4 separate regions of the Sus scrofa genome follow, and regions 2, 3 and 4 are each linked to region 1. The links are chromatin contacts, called in public HiChIP or PLAC-seq maps. All regions are on one chromosome and are shown on one strand. Each heading gives the region's core, a stretch centred on a gene start, on an enhancer-like site or on the middle of the called end of the contact. The rest is flanking DNA. Distances are from core to core; before and after follow the strand shown.

Region 1 (2,886 bases), core at 224-2,723:
GATATTAGGACAAATCTGGCATCTGACAGCCTTCCAATACATAATGAATTTTAATGAATTAATATATTTGAGCTGAGAGAAAAGGACAAAAGACCCCAGGCAGAAGAAACCAGCACCTACAAAGGAATAAATTTGGTCTGTTGAAAACAGGAGCGAGCAAACTTATAGCCTAGGGACTAAATCTAGGCTGCCACTTGTTTTTTGGAGTAAAGTTTTATTGAAATATAGCCTGGCTCATTCATTTACACTACTGTTTATGAATGCTTTCATTCTACCACAGCAGAGTTGAATAGTTATGAAAAGACCTTACGGCCTGCAACCCTGAACAATTTACTCTGTGGCTTTTTACAGGAAAAGTTTGCCAACCCTTGGTCTGAAGGGTGGCATGCATGGCGGACCTGCTGGGAGATGGGAAGAGTTGGTGAGGGCAAGCTGGAATGGGTTTATGTGAGTTTGGAGTCACATGTAAGTCAAGAGAGAGTGAGACAATGGGTGCTTTTAGGCAAGGGAGTCCCTAAAAGGCAGGAACTCTGTAATGTACCTTGCGTCCAAAAGAGTGCTTTCTGTTTAAACCAGGTATCCCACTGGCAGCTGATGCCAAGACTCCTGCCTTAATGTCACTGCCATGTGTGGGATTAGCTCTTGATATAAGAACCAAAAGGAGGAGAAAAATCCCTTTGCTTCGCCCCACCCCCATACTCTGTGTTGGCCTAGAAATTATCTTTCTCTTGTGGCGAGTCTGATACAGGCGGCTCCAACAGAATCCATTCTTGCCTCTAGGTAACTGGTCTCCTCTGATCTCAAGACTCTCAGAAACATGAGGTTGGTTCTAGGGTCACCAGGAGACTTGTGTCTTCTCAGATTTGTCGGTCCTGCTTTAGGAAGTTTCCGGAATTTGGAAACTTCAGAATTGCGTCTATAGGGGGTGACAAGAAAATCGCTAAATTGTCCGTGGCTTGACAGCTCATCAGACCTTTTCCAAGTTCCCTCAGCCATGATTTGTCAGACTTCGCCACTGGCTTAAGGTCAAAAGATGCTGATCCGTTTTGCTTTTACTCAGACTGGATTTCACAATAAAGCGGCCTTTCCCCTGCTGTCTTTGGTGCTTATGATTTTAGCTCCAGCCAGACCCTACGTAAGGGCAGGAGTAGATTTTGAAGGGGAAAAAAAGGGAACAAATGTGTTCTGAATTTCACAGAACAAAGTGGAGCTCTGGCTTGGGGTGGAGCTTGGGAGTAGCTGCCCCCACCCCTCTTCCCTCTGAGAACGCGGTAGTGAAATCAGGTCTGCTTCAGTGAAGCTGTGGCATTTGGGTTTAATTTGATAGATCCCGAAGTGCCTACTTCGGTTTGAGACTCGGTTCTGGCTTGACTTTTTTTTGCCCATCGCTTAAAGTGTATGTGTAAGCAGAGGAAGCCAAGTTTCCACTTGTATATACTGAATCCTTCAGCCAGAAGCCCACAGCCCTTAGAACAGCTCGTGTCGTTTATTGGCTGGCCTTTAAAAACTCAGAGTATGGGTTAACTGAAAAGTGATAGGTTATCATTTGAAGAAGGAAGTGGAAACTTCCAAAGAGACAACAGTCTAGCACTAAGCCAGAGAAACAGAACGTTGATTTCTGCTATAGCCTTTGGGACCCGCTCTTTCTTCTGGCTTTAGAGTAGATCAGAACTTTTTTTTTCTTTTTTGGTTTAATTTAATACTTCAACGTTCAGGAAGGAACCAGATCAAGCTTTTCTAGGCATTATCGGCCTGGGATGTGCTGAATCAATTGCAGGCTTCATTTTGTAGGAGTCGGTATCAATGGATGGGGTGCTAGCTCAGCCCTTTTGAAAGTAACAGACGGCGTTGGCTCCAATAATTACATTAAGATCGTGGATACACACTTGCCTTGGGGATTTGGAGTTCGGCTTAATCAAATCTGGATTTGACATTTCACAGCCCACATCAAGGATTTCTACAAAGGAACATCAGAGAATTGCCAGCTCTGCTTTTGGTCTGACTTAGTGCCTCCTCCTGGGTAACTGAGCAGGCCTTGTGCTCATCTTGTTGATACTTTGGCTGCATCTCTGCCCAGCTGCACAGCGCTCAAAGCTTCTGCAGGTCATAGTTTCCTGCCATCCGTGGAAAGGCATTTATTTAGTGCCGGCCATGCCCCAGGGCCCCGGGCTAAGATCTGGGATAGATGCGGTGGGGAACGGGACTAACGGGACTCTGAGCTGTGTTCGTAAAATGTGACAAACAGTAAGAGCGACAGAAGCTCCCCTGTGGCTGAAAAGCGATGAGATATTCTTATTCACTCATTACTGCCACGTCCTGGTAGACAATGCCCACCCTGGAGGAGTTTACAGCCCAGTCCAGAGGTTCTCGACTCTAATCGCCCAGGAAGTCCCAGGAATGCCGATTTCCAAGGGAAACAAGGCATCTGCCCTTCTTATAGGCAGATATTTTTGAGGCACTTGTCCTTCGGACCATGCTTTGAGAACTACTGATAAAAGTACAAGTAATGTGAACAAAGCATTGTGAAAATAGCACAATAAGTGCTACACCTGTCACAGTGGAGGCTCAACAGTAGAAGGGCACAGCCCTGATTCGGAGGCCAGAGAAGGTTTCTGAGACGAAGATCTGGATCTTACAGGATGATGGAGGGTTTCATGGGGCAGACAGTGCTGCCGCGGGTGCAACGGCTGGGAGGGGAAGAGCGTGCCAGGCTGAGAGGAGAGCAGGTGAAGGACACCAACGTGGAGCAAGTAGACCTGTTTAGGTGCCCTGTGCGCATAGAGCTGGGAGGGAGAGTGAGGGAATTTGGGCCTAGAAAGCGGGCTGGAGGGAGCTCATGGAAGATCTTGAAAGACAGTGTCGGACTGAGAAATCATTAGTGAGAAA
Region 2 (2,923 bases), core at 135-2,634, 250 kb before region 1:
CCCAGGGATTCTGCCATGCCCTCATGAATAATAACCATCATCATTATGAACGTGGTGAAGCAGAAGGGGAATAATGAGTTGAGGAAGTTGATAGAAAAAGTCACATCAGTTTTATGGCCAGAAGACGTGGTGGACAACTTCATTTTCTAGTGGAGAGAGATGGTGATTTTTATAACTTAGAAGTGTTTGTCAAGGAACTGCAGAATCCACAGCTGAACAAGAGGAAAAACAGGTCAGATTCAAAGAATGGCTGTGAATTTACCCTGAGATGTTTGCTAGGAGTGTGAAAACGAATTGAGATAGCAAGTGAATGCCTGCTTATTTGTTAATATGTGGGTAGACTCATGGAAAGAGTTGGAAATGTTTGAGGTCATCCAGCCTAGGTGTTTTCAAACACTTTATTCTTTAAAATAGCACAAGTTAAAAAATAAACTTTTTTTTTTTTTTTTTTTTTTTTTTTTTTGTTCAACTTCAGTGTAAAACAGGGAAAAGCAAAAGTGGTTGTGTCGGAAGAGGAAGTGGGGAGTTGAGAGCAGGACCCTCGTGGGTTTGTGTCTCTCTCCACCCACCTGGTTTTTCCATGAGACACCACTGTGCTAAGGACTCGGTTAGAAAACCTCCTCATTTCATAAACAGGGGGTAGGATGACTTACCTAGAATCGTTCAGTTAGGTACGAGGTACACCCGCTCCCTGGGCACTGATGTTTCCCTTACGTCAGACGTGGAGTCTCAGTGGTGATCCCCGTTTCCCGAGCCGCCTCTAACCCTTCCTACTTGTCATGTCAGCAGGGTTCTATTTCTCATATTCTTCTTTCCCTATTACTTAATAGACTTCATCCCCGTCACTGCAGTTCTCATAACAAAACTTAAACAAAAACATATTTGGCTCCATATATCCATGAGTCGAAGTAGGAAGATGGGCTCTGACTTCCTCAGCAGCTGCTGCTCTCAGACGTCCCTTGTGACCAGGGCCCCCCTCCCCAGTTCCATGACCAATACGTAGTGGGAGGGGGGCAGGGAGGTGGAATCTGTGTTGTCATCTAGTATTGTACTCCCCTGCCATGTGACAGAGTAGAGTAATGAGAAACTCTCTGCAGGTCTTGGGTTTTTGAATGCTGCTGTCTTTCTCAGAACTGACATTGTCTCTGGCCTCTGATAAATGATACATTCTCATATCCTGTTTTGTGAGATTTTTTAATCTTGTGTAGCTAATAAGCAGACTCTTACAAAGCATGATAGCATCTATCACCTGAATAAAAGAAGTGGCAATTGTATATGCATTTCTAGGGATCGTCGATTTTTTACACTCAGGGAATTTCTCGTTATTTTTTGCTATTGTAATGAGGAAGTTGCTGCCAGGAGTGGTGAAGAGCTGTGTCAGTGAGTCAGCAAGTTGGCGGCGTGAACTCAGTCCTCCTTGCTCAAGACCCATTGTTCCTACCACCCTGTTTGGTTTGATCGAAAAAACATGCACTTGCTTCCTCTAGTGCAAAATATCCGTGAGAATGAGAGAGAGAGATTTTCCTGTTTCTTGGAGGGGAAGGGTAGGAATAAAGACCCTCATTTATAGGAGATTGGCTTTTTTAAATGGCTTGCCAGCACCTTTAGTCTTTGTTTGGTCTGAGAGGGTAGGTACTGTTTCCTCCTAGGAGTTTAGGCATTTTATCAGTAGATCTGGTTGCAGTTTTTACATTAATGAATGCATCCTTTATCTTTTACATGGAATAAGATTCAGTTTGGTCCATTGGTTCAAATACTATTAAGGTTATAGGTTGGAACTCCTTTGAGCTAATTCGTGAAAACCAGACCCATGGCCACTGATTTCACCATCAAATACGGGCAGCCGTCATGCTCATTGGGACGATAGGTCTCTGCAAATCTAATCATCTGTCTTGGGGAGATGAAGTAACCTATATATGACAGTGATGAGAGGGGGAGCCTTCACTGTATTAGCTTCATCTTCAAAGAGTAGATTGTTGTTATTTTTCCTATCTTTGTAAGCAGTCTGTTAGAGGTTAGGAGTTTGGCCTCTGGAGCTGGACTGCCTGGGTCTGAATCCCAGGCCTGCTTTTTATTGGCCGTATGACCTTCATTGAGTTAGGCAACCTCACGATGCCCATTTTTTTGCATTTGTAGGGTAGGTTAATACGAGTAACCACCACAGGGTGTTCTGAAGATTAAACAAATAAATACATACAGCTGCTGAAATAGTCTGGCATAGAGTTAGTGCTTAATAAATATTACCTATTATTCTCTAAACTCAGATACACATCAAACTTCTAATTGTTTCAAACTGTGACATGATAAGTGTTGTTTGAAGCAGTTACATTTTTTTTTTTTTTGTCTTTTTTGGGGCCATACCTGCGGCATATGGAGGTTCCCAGGCTAGGGGTCCAGTTGGAGCTGTGGCTGCCAGCTTATGCCAGAGCCACAGCAACGCAGGATCCGAGCTGTGTCTGCAACATACACCACAGCTCATGGCAACGCTGGATCCTTGACCCACTGAGCAAGGCCAGGGATCAAACCCATGTCCTCATGGATGCTAGTTGGGTTTGTTAACCCCTGAGCCACAGCAGGAACTTCCAGAAGCAGTTACATTTTGGAATGATTTGTTACACAGTCAGAGATAACCAGTTTACACACTAACCATAATTAAGAGTCATCACTGATATTGGAGATAGTCTAGGTAGGGCATATCTCTTTTTTTGGTCTTTCTGTCTTTTCTAGGGCTGCACCTGCAGCATATGGAGGTTCCCAGGCTAGGGGTCTAATTGGAGCTGTAGCCACTGGCCTACGCCACAGCCACAGAGCAACACCAGATCCAAGCTGCATCTGCAACCTACACCATAGCTCACAGCAACGCCTACGCAAGGCCAGGGATCGAACCTGCAACCTCATGGTTCCTAGTCGGATTCGTTAACCA
Region 3 (2,901 bases), core at 45-2,544, 210 kb after region 1:
CACTCCTCTTCCTGGCACAGTGCTAAAATTAGAACACGACACTCTTGGTTCCTACACAGGGCTACCTTTAAATCAGTCTCAGTTAAAAAAGCTTTTTGGATGGCACCTTTCTGTGTGGGTTTCCAAGATGTTGCCAACCCAAATCCTGCCAGTTCTCCTGGAAGATCCAGGTTTAAACAGGTGGAGAAATAGAAATAGCAATGACTAACTTCACAAGAAATCGTGGAAAAAGCCAGAAGTAATGTCCCAGCTTCCCGGAAGAAAGCAATGCTGTCCTCTGTGCTGGCCTCAGCTCTGCGCTAACCCCCTGGCGTTGATGGCCCAGGGCACCCGGCCTCTCCTCCGCTTCTCACAGCCAAAGAGGATCCAGTAGACACAGGAAGGTGGCTGGGCTGTGAATCCAGACTCTTGAGTACTGCCCTGCCTCTGCCTCTGCCTCTGCCTCTGATGACTTGGCACAGTGGATCTCAATCAAGGGTGCCTTTGTCCCCCAGTGAATGGTTGGCTCTGGCTGGAGACATTTTTGGTTGATGCAGCGGCAGGGCTGTTGGTGGCATCTGGTTGATAATGGCCAGGGATGCTCCTAACTGTCCCACAGGGCCTAGGACAGCCCCCAACAACAAAGGATTACGTGGTCCAACATGTCAGGCGTGCTGAGGTTAAGATGCCGCCTTGGACAAGGCGGTACTTCACTCCTTCATGTGCTCACTTGGAAATGGGGGCAGCTGAGCTGGCCTGGTGGTTTTCCATCTTGATGGTACTGAAGAATCCCCTAAGATGCTTATGAAAAAAGGCAGGTTTCTGGTCTCATCTTCAGGGACGCCATGGTCGGTCCACAGGGCACACCTTGAGAAGTGCCGTTCTGGATGGTTTCTAAGATCTTTCTCTGTCCTCCGGTTTTCCATTTCTAAAGATGCAGATGAGCAGCAAATGTAGATAAGAGCTCCTGCCTGAGCACTAGGTGAATACAGTGGCGTGAAATGATGAGCCTCCTCAAAACCCTCCTCACACACGCATGTACCTCCGCTCCCACAGTCCCGCAGAGGGGTCAGTGTGTATGTGGTGAGGCTGGAGAACAGCCCATCTCTCCAGCTTGGTGGAATTTCCAGGCAGGGGGACTGCCTTTCACTTCCTCCCAGGTGCCGTGCTTTCTCCTGCCTTTGGCTCTTTCCCATTTGCTGAGCTCTGTCTGCCTCTTCCCCCTTCTACTCCAACGCATGGGCTTTGGCTAGACTTACTCATCCTTCAGGTCACAAGCTCGCCGTCACTTCCTCAGGGAAACCCCCATCACTTCCCACCATCGTTCTCATTGCACATCCTGCGGTTGCTTCTATTTAAACAGATCCGTCAGCCCTGCTAGACTGTAAGCTTTGCCACGGTTCGTTCAGCACTGTCCTTCGAAGGTGCTGCTAATTGCCAGCCCCACACAGTGCCTGACATTTTAGAAGGGCTCAGCGAATGTCTGTTGAATGATGAAATGATTGATTGACTGACTGATAGGAGGAGATAAATAAAGACGAATGGGATAGTGATTACAAACAGAGGATACGTAACTTATGAGATCCACCTTGTACGGAAACTCGGCTTGGCCTGGTTAGGGAGCAGGTGTCATTGAGTGGAGCCATGTAACGTACTCGCTCTAACTGGACCTTCTCATCTTTCCTCTGTGGTGCCACCTCATTTGTATGAAAATCTTTTATGTTTGTTTGTTTGTTTGTTTGTTTGTTTTTTAGGGCAGCACCTGCGGCATATGGAAGTTCCCGGGCTAGGGCTCAAATAGGAGCTGCAGCCGCTGGCCTACGCCACAACCACCGTAACCCGGGATCCTAGCCTTGTATGTAGCCTATACCTCAGCTCATGGCAACACCAGATCCTTAACCAATTGAGCAAGGCCAGGGATCGAACCCACATCCTCATGGATACTAGTCAGATTCATTTTTATTGTGCCACCATGGGAACGCCCTGAAAATCTTTCTTTGTTAGGAATCTCTGGTGGCTTTCCATTGCACGTGCAGTAAGGTTGGAAAACCTCAGCATGGAATATGGGCCATGAAAGGCTGGCCCCTACCTTGCCTCTTCCACCACCTCTCCATCCATCCCTGTGCACACTCTGCTTCAGTCAAAGCAAATGCTTCATCCTCTCTGAAATACACACGCAACTCCCATCCTGCCACCTAGCCAACTCTTACTCATATTTTAAGACGCAGGTTAAATGTCACCTCCCCTGCAAAGACTGTTTCAAATCCCCCAATGCTAGACAGCTCAGCATTTTGGGCTCCAATAAGGCTGTGTCTTTATGTAGCCCTTAGAGCATAAGTATTTGTTTATGTGTGTCACTCTCACTAAGAGATGAGCAGCTCTGGGTGGGGGCTATGTGTAACTTACTCATCTTTTATTTTCTATTCCAGTGCTTAGTCAAAGGGAAGTTCTATGAATCCTTGTTGAATGAAAGAAAGAAAGAAAGAAAGGGCGGGTAGAAACAAAGCCAGAATATGACAGTGGATGCAATTTCTAATTTGTTCTTTGTTTTATTTATTTATAGATTTTTTTTTTTTTTTTCCCCACAGCATAGGGAAGTTCCCAGGCTAGGGGGCTAGGGGTTGAATTGGAGCTGCAGCTGCCAGCCTGTGCCACAGCCACAGCCACGCCAGAGCTGAGCTGTGTCCACCACGACCTCCACCACAGCTCACAGCAACACTGGATCCGTAATCCACTACTGAGGCCAGGGATCAAACCTGCATCCTCATGGACACTAGTCAGTTCACTACTGCTGAGCCACAATGGGAACTCCTGTTCTTTGTTTTAAAGTATTTTATTTTCTTGAGTGACTACCTGGGGATGGGAAGAGAGGTTGCATGGGGGAGGGGGGAAATAGCTTCTTTTAAAAATCCAGTTTTCCAC
Region 4 (2,800 bases), core at 253-2,752, 240 kb after region 1:
TTTTTTCTTTTTCTCTTTCTTTCTTTCTTTCTTTCTTTCTTTCTTTCTTTCTCTCTTTCTTTCTCTTTCTCTCTTTCTTTCTCTCTTTCTCTCTCTCTTTCTCTCTCTCTTTCTCTCTCTCTTTCTCTCTCTCTTTCTTTCTTTCTTTCTTTCTTTCTTTCTTTCTCTCTCTCTCTCTCTCTCTCTCTCTCCCTTCCTTCCTTCCTTCCTTCCTTCCTTCCTTCCTTCCTTCCTTCCTTCCTTCTTTCTTTCAGTTTTGGCCACCCCACAGCATATGGAGTTCCCTGGCAAAGGATCAGATCCAAGCCACAGTCAGGACCTAAGCTGCAGCTGCAGCAACACCAGACCCTTAACGCACTGTGCTTGGCCAGGTATCAAACCTGCATCCCATTGCTCCCAAGGTGCCACTGATCCCATTGTGCCACACTGGGAACTCTGAAAGTAGCCTCTCTTATTGGACAAGCCTACATTTAGAAATAATTTTATCTTCATCAACCCAGCAAGCTTTGTGATTTGGGATTTATGAGTAACTTTTCAGTTATTATAGTCAAAAGTTCAATTACACTTCTTTCCTAAAATGTGCTTATCATATAATAATTTTTTAAAAAATTGATTATTTTCTTTCAAAGGAATATAATAGTTTACATTCATCTATGTATTTCTGTGATTATTTAATTATCTGCTTTCATATCAGGCTATAAGGTCCATGAGGGCAGATATCATTTTTGTTTCGTTTACAGTTGAATCCTAGGGTTTAGTATAATGCTTGGCACCTCGTGTGTGTTCACCTAAGGAGGAAGTGTAGTTGTATAGGCTGACCAGGATGGTTATACCCGATGCTGTTATCTTTGTGTCATTCAAGAACTTTCCAGAAGAAATTATGAGACCCCCCACTAGAGTCTTTCTGAGTTCTCTGTATTATATTGTTGATAGGGAGGCATCTTCTCAGTTAGTGGTTTTCTCTTTCTGGAGGCAAATAGAAATGGTCTTGATCTGGCTGATGGATTTCCTGCAGCCACTAGGTATTAGACAGTGTTTAGATGCTATCTTTTTTTTTTTTTTTCTTTTTTGTCCTTTTGTCTTTTCAGGGCCACGTTTGCCGCATATGGAGGTTCCCAGGCTAGGGGTTCAATTGGAGCTGTAGCTGCCGGCCTGCACCACAGCCACAGCCACGCCAGATCCGAGCCACATCTGCCAGCCATCTACACCACAGTTCACGGCAACACCGGATCCTTAACCCACTGAGCGAGGCCAGGGGTTGAACCCGCAACCTCATGGTTCCTAGTCGGATTCATTTCCTCTGCGCCATGACAGGAACTCCTGTTTTTGCTGTTTGTTATTTCTGGAGAAAGGCTGTTTGTATACCAGGTTTAAACATCTAATTGATGGTGCATCCTCCTCTACTTCCCCACAAACTTTTATGACCCTTCCTATAGATCCTTAATTTCAATTTGCCAAAGTACTTGGTTAAGCATTCTGACTCATCGTCCTCCCCAAGGACGCGGTGACTCACACCAGCCAGCCAGAGAGACCAGAGTCAGGACAACACCCGCAGATGCAGGATGTGCCCCCTGAGGACACAGTGGCAAGACGAGCCGGTGGGGACAGAGCTTCTCGCTGATTTTATGTCCAAGCAATGTCACAGCTCAGTTAGATCAGGAATTCTGAGCATTTTTATAATATGTCTTCATAAATCGTAACTGTAGCAGACGGAGCTTGGGTACTACATGGAAAGCAATGCCATCATATTGTTTGAAGAATTTTGCAAGGATAAAAAAGGTTCAGTAGGGTTAAAAGAAAAATCATCTCAATTCTCTTTCTTTCTTATTTCCTCACTCCTTTCCTTTTTCATTTGTTCGTTTGTTCCTCCCTCCCTTTCGTTTCATAGGCAAGCCATTTTCTAGAGGGAAATTCTTGAATCTTAGAGTCAGGCAGTTACTATTTAGCGTCTTGATGTTGCCATTTTCAATCAAGTCACTTTAACCCTTTCTGAGGCTCAGTTTCCTCAACAGGCGGATCATAAATACTCACATCACAGGGTTTAGGGAAACTTAAGTAATACAATAATATCAGGTACTATTTATTAAACATCAATATATGCATTATCTAATTTAATACTAACAATAACTTTGCAAATAAAATGTCTGGTACATGGTAGGTGGCATATAAATAACCAGGTAGTGGAAATATTGTGTGATTTCTATACGATGTTTTTTAAGTAAATGCTTACTTTATTATTTATTAGGTGCCATTTTCATGTCCTTAGGCTCCGCTGTCCCTGCCACCAAAGTAAAACTGATTATTCATTTGTTCAAAAGGGGTTCTTTGAGCATCTGCTGTATACCAGGTATGGCATGTGTTACTTGGGGGAAAATAGGGAGCAGGGAACAAGACACAGTCCCTAACTTCACAGGGGTTATAACTGAGCAGAGGTTCTAGATAAATAAAAAGACAGTTGTAACCAAGAGCGATGATCTTGACAGTAGGAAATACAAAGCAGATGTCTCAGGAGAGACCCTCTAATCCCAGTTCAGGGGTTCAGTGAGAGCTCCTTGGAGGACATTACGTCTACGCTGGGACTTGAGCGGACAATAAAATGGGGATTCCAGCCTGCAGTGCACTCCAGGGAACTCTCGATTCAGAGGCACCAAGTGGAGACGCACTGTGACGTATGAGAGACACCAGAAGCAGTTCCTTCTGGAGTTTGAGGGGCTGCATGGTGAGAGCTGCAGCTGGGTAGGCCGGGCTGCTAGGTCATAGACAGGCCTGGGGCCCATCCAGCAGACACCGTCTCATCTCT

Evidence for each region. HiChIP or PLAC-seq counts read pairs in DNA pulled down with a chosen protein or histone mark.
Region 2: a contact with region 1 is called in an H3K27ac HiChIP or PLAC-seq map of alveolar macrophages. The contact joins two enhancer-like sites. A contact is called at or near these places in 2 of 47 Hi-C or Micro-C datasets (epiblast stem cells and heart right ventricle) and 1 of 2 datasets of contacts at active chromatin or transcription factors (alveolar macrophages).
Region 3: a contact with region 1 is called in an H3K27ac HiChIP or PLAC-seq map of alveolar macrophages. The contact joins two enhancer-like sites. A contact is called at or near these places in 1 of 47 Hi-C or Micro-C datasets (epiblast stem cells) and 1 of 2 datasets of contacts at active chromatin or transcription factors (alveolar macrophages).
Region 4: an H3K27ac HiChIP or PLAC-seq map of alveolar macrophages shows a contact between it and region 1. The contact joins two enhancer-like sites. A contact is called at or near these places in 1 of 47 Hi-C or Micro-C datasets (embryonic fibroblasts) and 1 of 2 datasets of contacts at active chromatin or transcription factors (alveolar macrophages).

The regions. Positions count from the first base shown.
Region 1 is chr5:90,692,063-90,694,948 of Sscrofa11.1, forward strand. No RefSeq gene overlaps it. Among named protein-coding and RNA genes, the nearest start is that of BTG1, 120 kb to the right of the region's middle. Within about 2 kb of position 1,474, at least 16 of the 83 cell types and tissues checked have an H3K27ac peak or open chromatin away from gene starts, as enhancers often do. A contact at or near this core is called in alveolar macrophages, where this site is marked.
Region 2 is chr5:90,437,322-90,440,244 of Sscrofa11.1, forward strand. LOC110260821 (a long non-coding RNA gene) reads left to right here. Exons shown (of 3, transcript XR_002344330.1): 1 at 1-232. Among named protein-coding and RNA genes, the nearest start is that of PLEKHG7, 130 kb to the left of the region's middle. Within about 2 kb of position 1,385, at least 20 of the 83 cell types and tissues checked have an H3K27ac peak or open chromatin away from gene starts, as enhancers often do. A contact at or near this core is called in alveolar macrophages, where this site is marked.
Region 3 is chr5:90,901,682-90,904,582 of Sscrofa11.1, forward strand. No RefSeq gene overlaps it. Among named protein-coding and RNA genes, the nearest start is that of BTG1, 88 kb to the left of the region's middle. Within about 2 kb of position 1,295, at least 19 of the 83 cell types and tissues checked have an H3K27ac peak or open chromatin away from gene starts, as enhancers often do. A contact at or near this core is called in alveolar macrophages, where this site is marked.
Region 4 is chr5:90,933,834-90,936,633 of Sscrofa11.1, forward strand. All of the region lies in intron 1 of LOC102159120 (a long non-coding RNA gene), which reads left to right. Among named protein-coding and RNA genes, the nearest start is that of BTG1, 120 kb to the left of the region's middle. Within about 2 kb of position 1,503, at least 7 of the 83 cell types and tissues checked have an H3K27ac peak or open chromatin away from gene starts, as enhancers often do. A contact at or near this core is called in alveolar macrophages, where this site is marked.